Linked DNA regions of Muntiacus reevesi: region 2 is linked to region 1. A link is a contact called in public Hi-C data. All regions are on one chromosome and are shown on one strand. Each heading gives the region's core, a stretch centred on a gene start, on an enhancer-like site or on the middle of the called end of the contact. The rest is flanking DNA. Distances are from core to core; before and after follow the strand shown. Region 1 holds the start of BMAL1 (basic helix-loop-helix ARNT like 1). Region 2 holds the start of BTBD10 (BTB domain containing 10).

What was found. Hi-C and Micro-C count contacts between places; a contact is called where the count stands out from the background.
Region 2: a Hi-C map of muscle shows a contact between it and region 1, with 4 times the contacts expected there. The contact joins the promoter of BTBD10 here to the promoter of BMAL1 in region 1. A contact is called at or near these places in 2 of 3 Hi-C or Micro-C datasets (blood and muscle).

The regions. Positions count from the first base shown.
Region 1 is chr9:52,866,744-52,871,465 of mMunRee1.1, forward strand. BMAL1 (basic helix-loop-helix ARNT like 1) reads left to right here and starts at 2,621. Exons shown (of 20, transcript XM_065943839.1): 1 at 2,621-2,749.
Region 2 is chr9:53,045,567-53,050,288 of mMunRee1.1, forward strand. BTBD10 (BTB domain containing 10) reads right to left here and starts at 2,366. Exons shown (of 8, transcript XM_065943843.1): 1 at 2,204-2,366.

The DNA.
Region 1 (4,722 bases), core at 1,371-3,870:
CTATAAAATGGATGCAGTAAATATCTATTTAATAGAATTTTAATACACATTGATTCTTTACTGTGCACCAGGCATTGTACTAGGGGCTTTCTGTGTATTATCTAATTCTCACAATGATCTTGTGAAGTAGATACTAGATTATCTCTATATGGGGCTTCCCTGCTGGCTTAGATGATAAAGAATACCTGCTATGTGGGAGACCTAGGTTTAATCCCTGTGTTGGGAAGATCTGCTGGAGAAGGGAATGGCTACCCACTCCAGTATTCTTGCCTGGAGAATTCCATGGACAGAGGAGCCTGGTGGGCTGTAGTCCGTGGGGTCACAAAGAGTCGGACACAACTGAGTGACTAATACTTCTACTATCCCTATATGGGATACAAAAGAGGTTTAAGTTACTGGATAGAAGATGTCTACCTAGCAAGTGTGGAGAGCCAGCATATTAATTGCTGGGGCCAATGTGACGTGAAGATTATATTAAATAATGTGGGCATCCAGTTCTTACTTGGACACTTTCTGTGACAAGAAACTCAACTTATAAGGGGAGAAGAGGCTCTAGTTGTTAGAAAATTGAGTCATTCTAGAATTTCTACACACAGGTCCCCCTTTCACCTTGTGGGGTCCTTAAAAGTAAGTTCAATTTCTCTTCCATTTGACAGCTCTTCAAATGTATGAAGACAGTTATCTTGTATCCCTGGGGCAAAACCTTCTGCTTCCTTTAATCTTTCCTCCTATGACATAGTTTCCAGTCTTGTTACATCCTGGTCCCTCTCCGGGGCCTGTAGATGGTTTTTCTTTGCCAAGCCTTCGTTGGAGATGATACTCCACATGCGTAATGACCACCACTGGGCACTATAACCCCGTCTTGCTTTACATGTCAGACTTCTATGGATCCACCTACTGCATGGCCTTGGGTCAGCTGGTTAAACGCTGAGTTTCAGTTTCCTCATTAAGAGGGAGGATACAGGGAAAGCGCTTAGCACACAGTAGATGTGTCACAAATGTCTACACCCCCACTCTTCCTTCAGGTGGACAAGGGTTCATTAATCAGCATCTTTAGGTAATGGTTACTTAACAAGTTTCTTATCCAACTAATTACATTAGAATCTAGATTTATAGTTCCTCATCATGTCCACAACATCTTGTTAAGTATATTGCTAAAATCCCACTTACATAGTGTGGTCACCTCATGAAATCAGGGCAGAGAGAAAGTAAACAGCAATCAAATTCCACCTGCAGTTAAACTTCAGAAAAGTAGTAAGGCACTGATGAAGTTGGTTAACCTTGCAAATGGTCACCATTCAGACCATAAGCATATACTGGACAACCACCATATGCCTGGCAGTGAACTGAGGACAGGCTACGGTTTTACAATATTTAAAATGCAGTTTCTGTGTTCGATGAACAAGGCAAGAAATCTAGTGTCTTAGAGAGTAGTCTGGGTCACAAGATTGAGCTAATTTGTTGCCATATGCAGTCAACAAACATGCTAGGAATCAGGCACTTCCCCCATCCCTCCATCTCACTCACAGCTAGGTGCTAAAGGTGAGAGGGTGACTATAACAAAAAAGAAGATGAGGTCCCTTCATTTAGGGAGTTTAACATCTAAAAGGGTAGGGAACTCTTTGTGTTAAAGGCCCTCTGTTAAGGGCTTGAGATGCAAAAATAAGATTCTTTGTCCTCTCAGTACTCAAGTTGTATCTTGTTACGAAACGTTTGTTTTCTACAACTATTTGTTTCCTTCCGTCTCAGTCCTTGGACAGCTTTTCTACGGTAGAAACAGCCACTGGGAAGTTGTCTGCCACACAGTAGTGCGGCCACTGAAAGGAAAAGCACTGGAATCGCTCCAGGCTAGAGTTTTCTCTTTTGAACAAAAAAGACAGCTCCAATCGGATGCTTGGAGGTCAGGACGAACGAAAAGAACGTAAGAACACTTGAATGGGAAAACCTTCTAGAAATACCAAGTATTTCTTCTTCGTTTGGACTTTGGCAAACCAGGATGTTTTGGGAAGGGTCTGGCACTCTATGTTCCTAAAACTGGTTTCCTAGATGGAGTTGGAGGTAGGGGAACGAGGAAATGTTGCTTTAGTCAGGATGCCCCGAGTGAAAAAGGGCAAGGAGGAGGAGTGAGAGCCGTGACCCAGAAGCAAGTCAGGAACCTAGAGAAGGACATCCCAGGCGACTGCAAAGAGTGCGGCGTCTGGACCCGCAGTGGCCAAGGCTAACGGGAGAGCAGGGGATAGAGAGAGGACGGGCGAGGAAATCCAGGGAAAACGCGTCCATTGGTCCTCTCCTTGGGGCGTGTGCTTCTGTGCGCCAAGCGATTGGTGGCGGGAAAGTAGCAGGTAAACCGGCCCTCGCTGCCTCGCCATTGGTCAGCGGCCTCTCTTGCTGCCACACGACTGGCTATCAGGCCGCCGAGCCGCGCGCGGATTGGCCGGGGGCAGCCGCCGAGACCGTCTCTCTTCGGGCGCTAGGATTGGTTGGAGGGAAGAGGCAGGTATCCGGGCTCCGCGACTCCTCCATTGGTGGGCGGGGAAGGGGGGTTGGGCACAGCGATTGGTGGGCGGGGGGCCGGGCCTGGGCCGGCGGGGAGCGGATTGGTCGGAAAGTAGGTTAGTGGTGCGACATTTAGGGAAGGCAGAAAGTAGGTCAGGGACTGAGGTGCCTGTTTACCCGCGCCGGACTCACCGCCGCCGCCGCCGCGGGATCCGAGTGGGGGCGCGGGCGCGGGCGCTCCCGGCGAGCCACGGTGAGTGTCGGGCTGGCCGCAGCCAGCGGTGCGGCCGCGGGCACCCCGTCGGGGCCGTTAGCACCCTGGTAGGCTCAAAGCCCCCGCCGCCGCCCGGGGCGCAGCCCGGCCGCCGGGGAGCCCTGCCCGACGTGCCCGCTGCCGGCCTTAAAGGGCCCGTGCCCGCTCCCTGCCCCCACCCGGGCCGCGGGGAGGCTGCGCCCCTTAAAGGCGCCGCGCTTGTCCGCCCCCATCCTCCCTCGCGGGGGCTGGCGCTGCGGACTAGAACGGGCAGAGGTGCCGAAGGCACCCTTAAAGGGACCGGGAAAGGGTCCGCGGAAATACCCGTCTCCCCTCCGCGGGCATCGCTACCTGAAGCGGGGGGTGGGGTGGGGGTGGTGGTGGTGGTGGTGGCAGGAGCAGCCAGCTGCCTCTTAAAGGGACAGCTCCACCCTTTGGGATCAGTGACCCGGCTGAGGGCTAGTCCTAGGATGTATCCCCGGAAGGTTCAGGGACCCCCGAGGGGACCATCCTTGACGGCTGCGCTCCAAGGGCGTTGGGCTAGAGATGCGGCTTCTGCCCTTCCTCCTTCTCCCTTCTACTTTCCTTTCGGGAGCCTGCAGGGGTGGGTGGGGGCGGGGAGGGCGTCTACGTCGGGCTTGGGGAGTCCGAGCCACCCTCTACCCCTTTGGCCCTTTCACGGGTGCTGGGGCTGCACCTGGGTATTCCCGGCCCGGGGATGCGGCCGACCCCAGTATGCGAACTTCGGTCCGGCCTGCGCCGTCTGGGTCCTGGGCAGCCCGAGGAAGATCCCCTGGGTCTGCGAGCAGGTGCTCCACGACAGGGGGAATGTCACCCGGCGCCCAGGTGTGGGTCCGCCGGCCGCCCTGGAGTCCTGGAGACCCGCGGACGGCGCAGCGAGGCAGGCTTTAGCACCGGATTTGACAGATGTCACAGAAAAAGCTTCCCGCTCGCGACTGTCGGGCGTTGACAGCCTAGAGAGCTCTCGTTTGCTCGGAGGAATAAGTGGAAGAATAGAAATTAATGCAGACCTGGTGGGGCTCGAGTCAGTCACCCCGAGGGGTCGTGGGAGCCGGCTGCAGAGCCGAGGGCAGACGCGGGGAAAGGAAAGGTTGTACTGGCCAGAGGCGTCTGTTGTCAAGTTGGTGCTGGCCGGTGGAGTACCAGGCTGTGCCCCCTCAACTCACGTTTCTCAGTCCCCTGTTCCCTCCTCTGCTTTGGCCCCTTCCGATCACCTAGCCTTGTTTTGTTTCTTTTCGCGGTAGTGGTCTCTTCTCCCTGCTTGCATAGCTACTCCTCGGCAAGGAATTATTAGCCAAGTTTTATCACTTAGCTTCCAGAAACAAGATTCAAAGAAGCGTTTCTTGACTGTACGTGTATTTCCAGGATCTTCGTTTAAAAAAAAAAAAATCCATAAAAGCTGCCCATTAGTTGCATCTAGTTTCCCACAACAATTGCTTGTCATTTGTCCTTCTGACATCCGCTGCTGTTCCCTCTTTTAATCTATTTTTATGTGACAACTATTATTTTAATTCTTCTTATCCATTGATATCAGGATCTGTCAATTTGGGTTGGTAGAGTTTTTAATTAATGTGCTGGTTGAATCATGAGCTTAAAATAATCTTTGCTGCTCCAGAGCAGTTTTGAATAATCTCATGCTCTCCGTGCTTGCAAGGCTTAAAAAAAGAAGAAAAAAAAAAATCACTGCTGTTAAATTCGATTTCCATATCAATGAAACTCCAAAATGTTTTCTTAATGCAAAGTTCAGTCTTTCACTCCATGATCTATTACTGAGTTCACTTTATTGCTAAGTCTTTAAAGCACTTTGTTGAACGTATTTGGAAGGCTTTAAAATTTCCCGGGCAGGATTTGAAATTGCCTGTATATCTAAAGCTGAATCTGTAGACGTATTTTTTTGTTTTGATTGTAGATGTAGCTGGTGAATAATATAAATAGGTTAAAACTATAGTTAA
Region 2 (4,722 bases), core at 1,116-3,615, 180 kb after region 1:
TAAATTCAAGAAACCTACAAATCCGCTTTGCTCAGAACCCTGAGTTAGTAAACCAATATACTGAGAGTTTTTCCCTTCTCTTATTTCCACACAAGAAAATATCTTTTTAACTATTTAAAAATTTAAATTATTTAAAATATTACTAAGCATCAGTTCAATTTGCCCAACCACATTTAAAGGCTACTAAACTTAACTGCTTTCAATTAGAACTGACATTTTCCCCCCAAGTACTTCTAGTTTTGAAACTGCAAACTAATTGGCATACTTGCTTTAAAATCTTTTTTAGTTGTACAATTATTAATTTTTACTTATAACAGAGCTCCAAACCTAGAGAGCAGGATACAATAACTGACAGATTTGGTTTGGTTGAGCCACATGAAGTTATTTTTAACTGTTTCAAGTAGTTGTCAATATTTTTAAAAGTCAGGAGAATGGCAAGCAAAAATTTAGATTCCCTGTGTTCTCTTGAGAAGGTTGAAGACTGGGCCCATATTCATTATTGCACTAATTAAAATGAACCTGAGAACTAGATATTCCTCTTACATGAGGCATAAACTCTCTGGTGTATTTCACTCATTTTTATTTTCATATGCCTAGTATCTGAAGCATGTAAGTTTGCTGAAAGATGCATATTTTCCAGATCACTTCAACAAGTCACCTAATGTATCAAACCACAAAGCAGGATGTATCGGTTTGCAACTTCATAGTTAATAATAAAAAAGGTTTTTTACAAGATTTAGAAGAAAGGTTGAGAAAGAAAAAAATTCAGACTGGTGGAAAGGTAACATACAAAATGTAAAAAGCCCACCTGAAAGTTTTTCTAGGAGTAAAAAGAAAGGTGAAAATTCAAAAACATTGTCAAGACACTGAAAGCTTTCCTGATTGAACTTATGTTACTCCAGTTCCTTGTCACACTCCAAGCTTCAGAACCTCCCTTCCCACTTTTCTCTTTATGTATAACAATAGCAGTTACGCCATAAACTCTGGGAAATATTAGAGAAATTTATGAAAACACATATACATCTTCAAAAACAATTCTCTCACACACTTTTTTAATAGTCTTTATCCACTATCAAATCCTCTCCCAAGTTATTTTTATGGCTTTCTGCCTTGTATTTTAATGACTACAGTCCTCACTTTCAAAGCCTGGGCTTCAGTCCTGGATGGGTTCTCCAGTATAGAAACTTTTTTGGCCCTTACAGTTGCACTCTTTATTATATCTCTTATTCCAATTTCTACAGTCTATTTCATTCAAAATTTATCTATAATCCCCTCTCCAAAAAGTCTTGATCAAATTTGTTTAAGGGGGTGGGGATACCAGTTGGACAAAGAAAATCAATATACTGTTTTCTCTGATATTCATTTAAATAAAAAGCATGAAGGCTCTTAAAGAGTAAAAAATAAATAAACTGTATATGCTAAATGCATAAAGTGACAAGAGACTGATGCTCTAACCATGACTGTACTAGTGACTTCTCATCACGGACTCAAAGTACTAAGGAGAAAAATTAGCAGGAAATCTGTGCAGTCCAAAGATGGTCACACTGCCCCCACACTAACAAGTTACTACGTGATGTCCAACCTCCCTGCACCCCATTCAAGAGGATAAAGAGTGTCAAACTTGTATCTAAAAAAAGAAAAAAAAAAAGAAACTTGTATCTGAAGAAAAAAAAAAAAAGCAGCTTTTCTGTGCAAATTTTGGGAAAACAAAGCTTTACCGCACGTGATATCGTTACAACATAAAACCACGCAACACCTTATTAGGGTCTCACTCCTCTTCACCCAAAGCGAGTCACTGGGGCCAACTTAGCCCCTATTGTGATGCGCCCTCCTCAGGATGTCGCGGCGTTAACCCAGAATGACTGAAAAGGGGCGGGGCACAGGGTTCCCCTGCCCTGGGAAAGAGGGTTGAGGGTATTGCCTTCATCTCTGGGGAAAGGCCTCAGAACTTCCAACCCAAAAACAGCACCCCCGAAAAACCCACGTCCCTTCACTGCCTCTCCGAACTGGGAGCCAGCGGCCGGAGCCCAGAACCCCACCCACCGTCCTCCACCAGGATCTGGGACGCCCAGACCACCGCCACAGCAGTTGAGCTCTCAAGCCCAGATTCGCCCTCCGCCCCCTTCCTCCTTCGCCCCCACCAAGCCCAGGCTCCGGGGCCGCCCCCAGCGAGTTCCCCAACTGAGTCCAGTCACCCTCGAACCTGGAATCCCTTTTGAGTGTCCAGGCACAGGCCAGGGCCAGCGACACCTCGGCTTCCTCCCCAACTAGATTCCTCCAGAGAGGTGTCTGTGGCTGCGGCCGCCCGAGCGGCTGCGGCTACTAAAGCCGCCCCAGCAGGTTTACAGGCCGGCTCCAGGCTGCTTCTCGCGAGATCCCTCAGATCGAAGAGGCGAGATTAGCTGAGTCGTCGCGAGAATGGAGCCTCTCCGCCCAGTAGTTGGGCGGGGCGCAGAGGGTGCTGGCGGTTGAGGGAGTGGCAGCCTGGGGTGGGCGTTCAGCCTCGGGGCGGGTGCCACAAAATGGGAAGCGCTTGTGTCCACAGACGTCAGCTTGGAATCTACTGCGATCCTCGAGCCTGAGCGGCTGCGAGCTGTCACCTCCAAATCTTTGAATACCACATTTTCTCTTGATTTCTTGTTACCGTTAGAAAAAAGCGGACGTCCCAGAGTTAGAGGAATACCTTAAAGACGCTGAGTTTACTCAAGGAAAGCCTTTTCCTCAACTGGGTGAACTCTGAACTCGCTCTGCCGGCTCAGCTGGCGACTATTAGCCGGTCTGAGTTCAGGAAAAGCGGTTTTCGTCAGAGTCATCCTCTATTTCCTATCATCCGCAGCTGTTTGTTTTTAAACTGTGGGTAAGCGGGAACCCGTGTACCAGCTGGAACTTGTGCAGCTGGGCCTCTGTGGAACATCGATAGCAACGTGGATGGGATACTACTCCTAGCGGCAGAAGATTGCCAATCGTAGGGTTTCGGTCACTCATCTTTACTGTCTGTCACATGCTGGACTACACAAATGGAAAAAAAGAAAACAGGTCTCCGATCTCAAAGCTCAGGCCCTGGGAGCGAGACCCACCCTGAAACAGATAATCCTGTTGCACTGTGGTAAAGGCCAAGTTATAAGCTGTGACAGGAAGGAACCGACTTGGCCTGCCATGTTGAGGAAATCACCAGGGAATGACATTTGAGCTGAATCTTAAAGGATAGGTAAGAGTTCCCCAGTTTTGAGAATAGTGGGAGGAGCATTTGTTCCCCAGAGGAAGCGAAGAGGGAGAGGACCGGGTTTGAGTAATTTGCTATGAAAACAGATTTTGCAGAAAGAACTTTGTTGAAAATCTGTTAATCACTTTTAGTTGGGAAGATAAAACTCCGTAACTCCTACATGTGATAACCAAAATGTTTTTTCAAACGAGTGTTCATGGAGATGAGCAGTTGACTGTACAGTAGAGAATAGTGAACATCCTCGTCCACATCTCAGGCCACCTACATATGAGAGACCTAAGGGAAACAGGTTACTGTCATAGTTGTGTTAGTCTCCCAGTCATGTCCCACTCTTTGGGACCCCATGAATTGTGGCTTTCCAGGCTCCTCTGTCCATGGAATTCTCCAGGAAAGAATACTGGAGTGGGTAGCCATTCCCTACTCCAGGAGATCTTCCCAACCCAGGGATGGAACCCCAGTCTCCTGCATTGCAGGCAGATTCTTTACCATCTGAGCCACCAGGGAAACAGGTTATTGTCATAGTACACCAAATTATCATTGCCACATTTTGCTAATGTGGAAGTCTTTGAAGATTTCTTAGAAAGAAAATCTAATAGTTTTGTAATACAGGTATATCTCATGGAGAAACTTCAAGAAAACCCTCAGGCAACAAAACAACCACAAACACCCCCATTGACCTTTATGTATTATAATGGCTTTCTTCTGTAAGACAAAATCAAGAAATTCTACAATCCAAGTTAAGCTTCGGGAGATCTGTCAAACAGGAATTATTTCCCTGTATCAAAATAAAAGCTATCATTGCCTAAAGGGGGCTTCCTTGGTGGCTCAGATGATAATCAATCTGCCTGCAGTGTAGGAGACCTGGGTTAGATCCTTGGGTGGGATCCCTGGGTCAGGAAGATACCCTGGAGAACAAAATGGCTGCCCACTCCAATATTCTTGCCTGGAGAATTTCATGGACAGAGGAGCCCGATAGGCTTACAGTTCATGGGGTCACAAAGAGTTGGACATGACTGAACAGTTTTCACTTTTTATTTCCTAAAGAGAGACTCTGATATTCTACTATAGTATTTCTGCCAATCTCCCTTTAGACATTATTTTCATATTATCCAACCTTCCAGGTGGCACAGCAGGTTAAAGAATTTGCCTGCCAATGCAGGAGACACAGGTTGGATCCCTGGGTGGGGAAGATACCCTGGAGAAGGAAATGGCAACCCATTCCAGTATTCTTGCCTGGAAAATTTAGGGACAGAGGGGCCTCGTGGGCTACAGTTCATGGAGTCACAAAGAGTCAGACACAACTGAGCAACTGAGGACACATACATGTATATGTATATTATACATACATTTGACTCACCTTACTCTCCGTACAAATAAACCTAACAATAGGAAAATAAAAAGTCATAAACAAGTGCTGAATTATTATGTTATACACCTGAAAATAATGTAAATTATACCTTAATTTTTTTAATTAAAAATTTTTGAAAAAGTATTTCAAA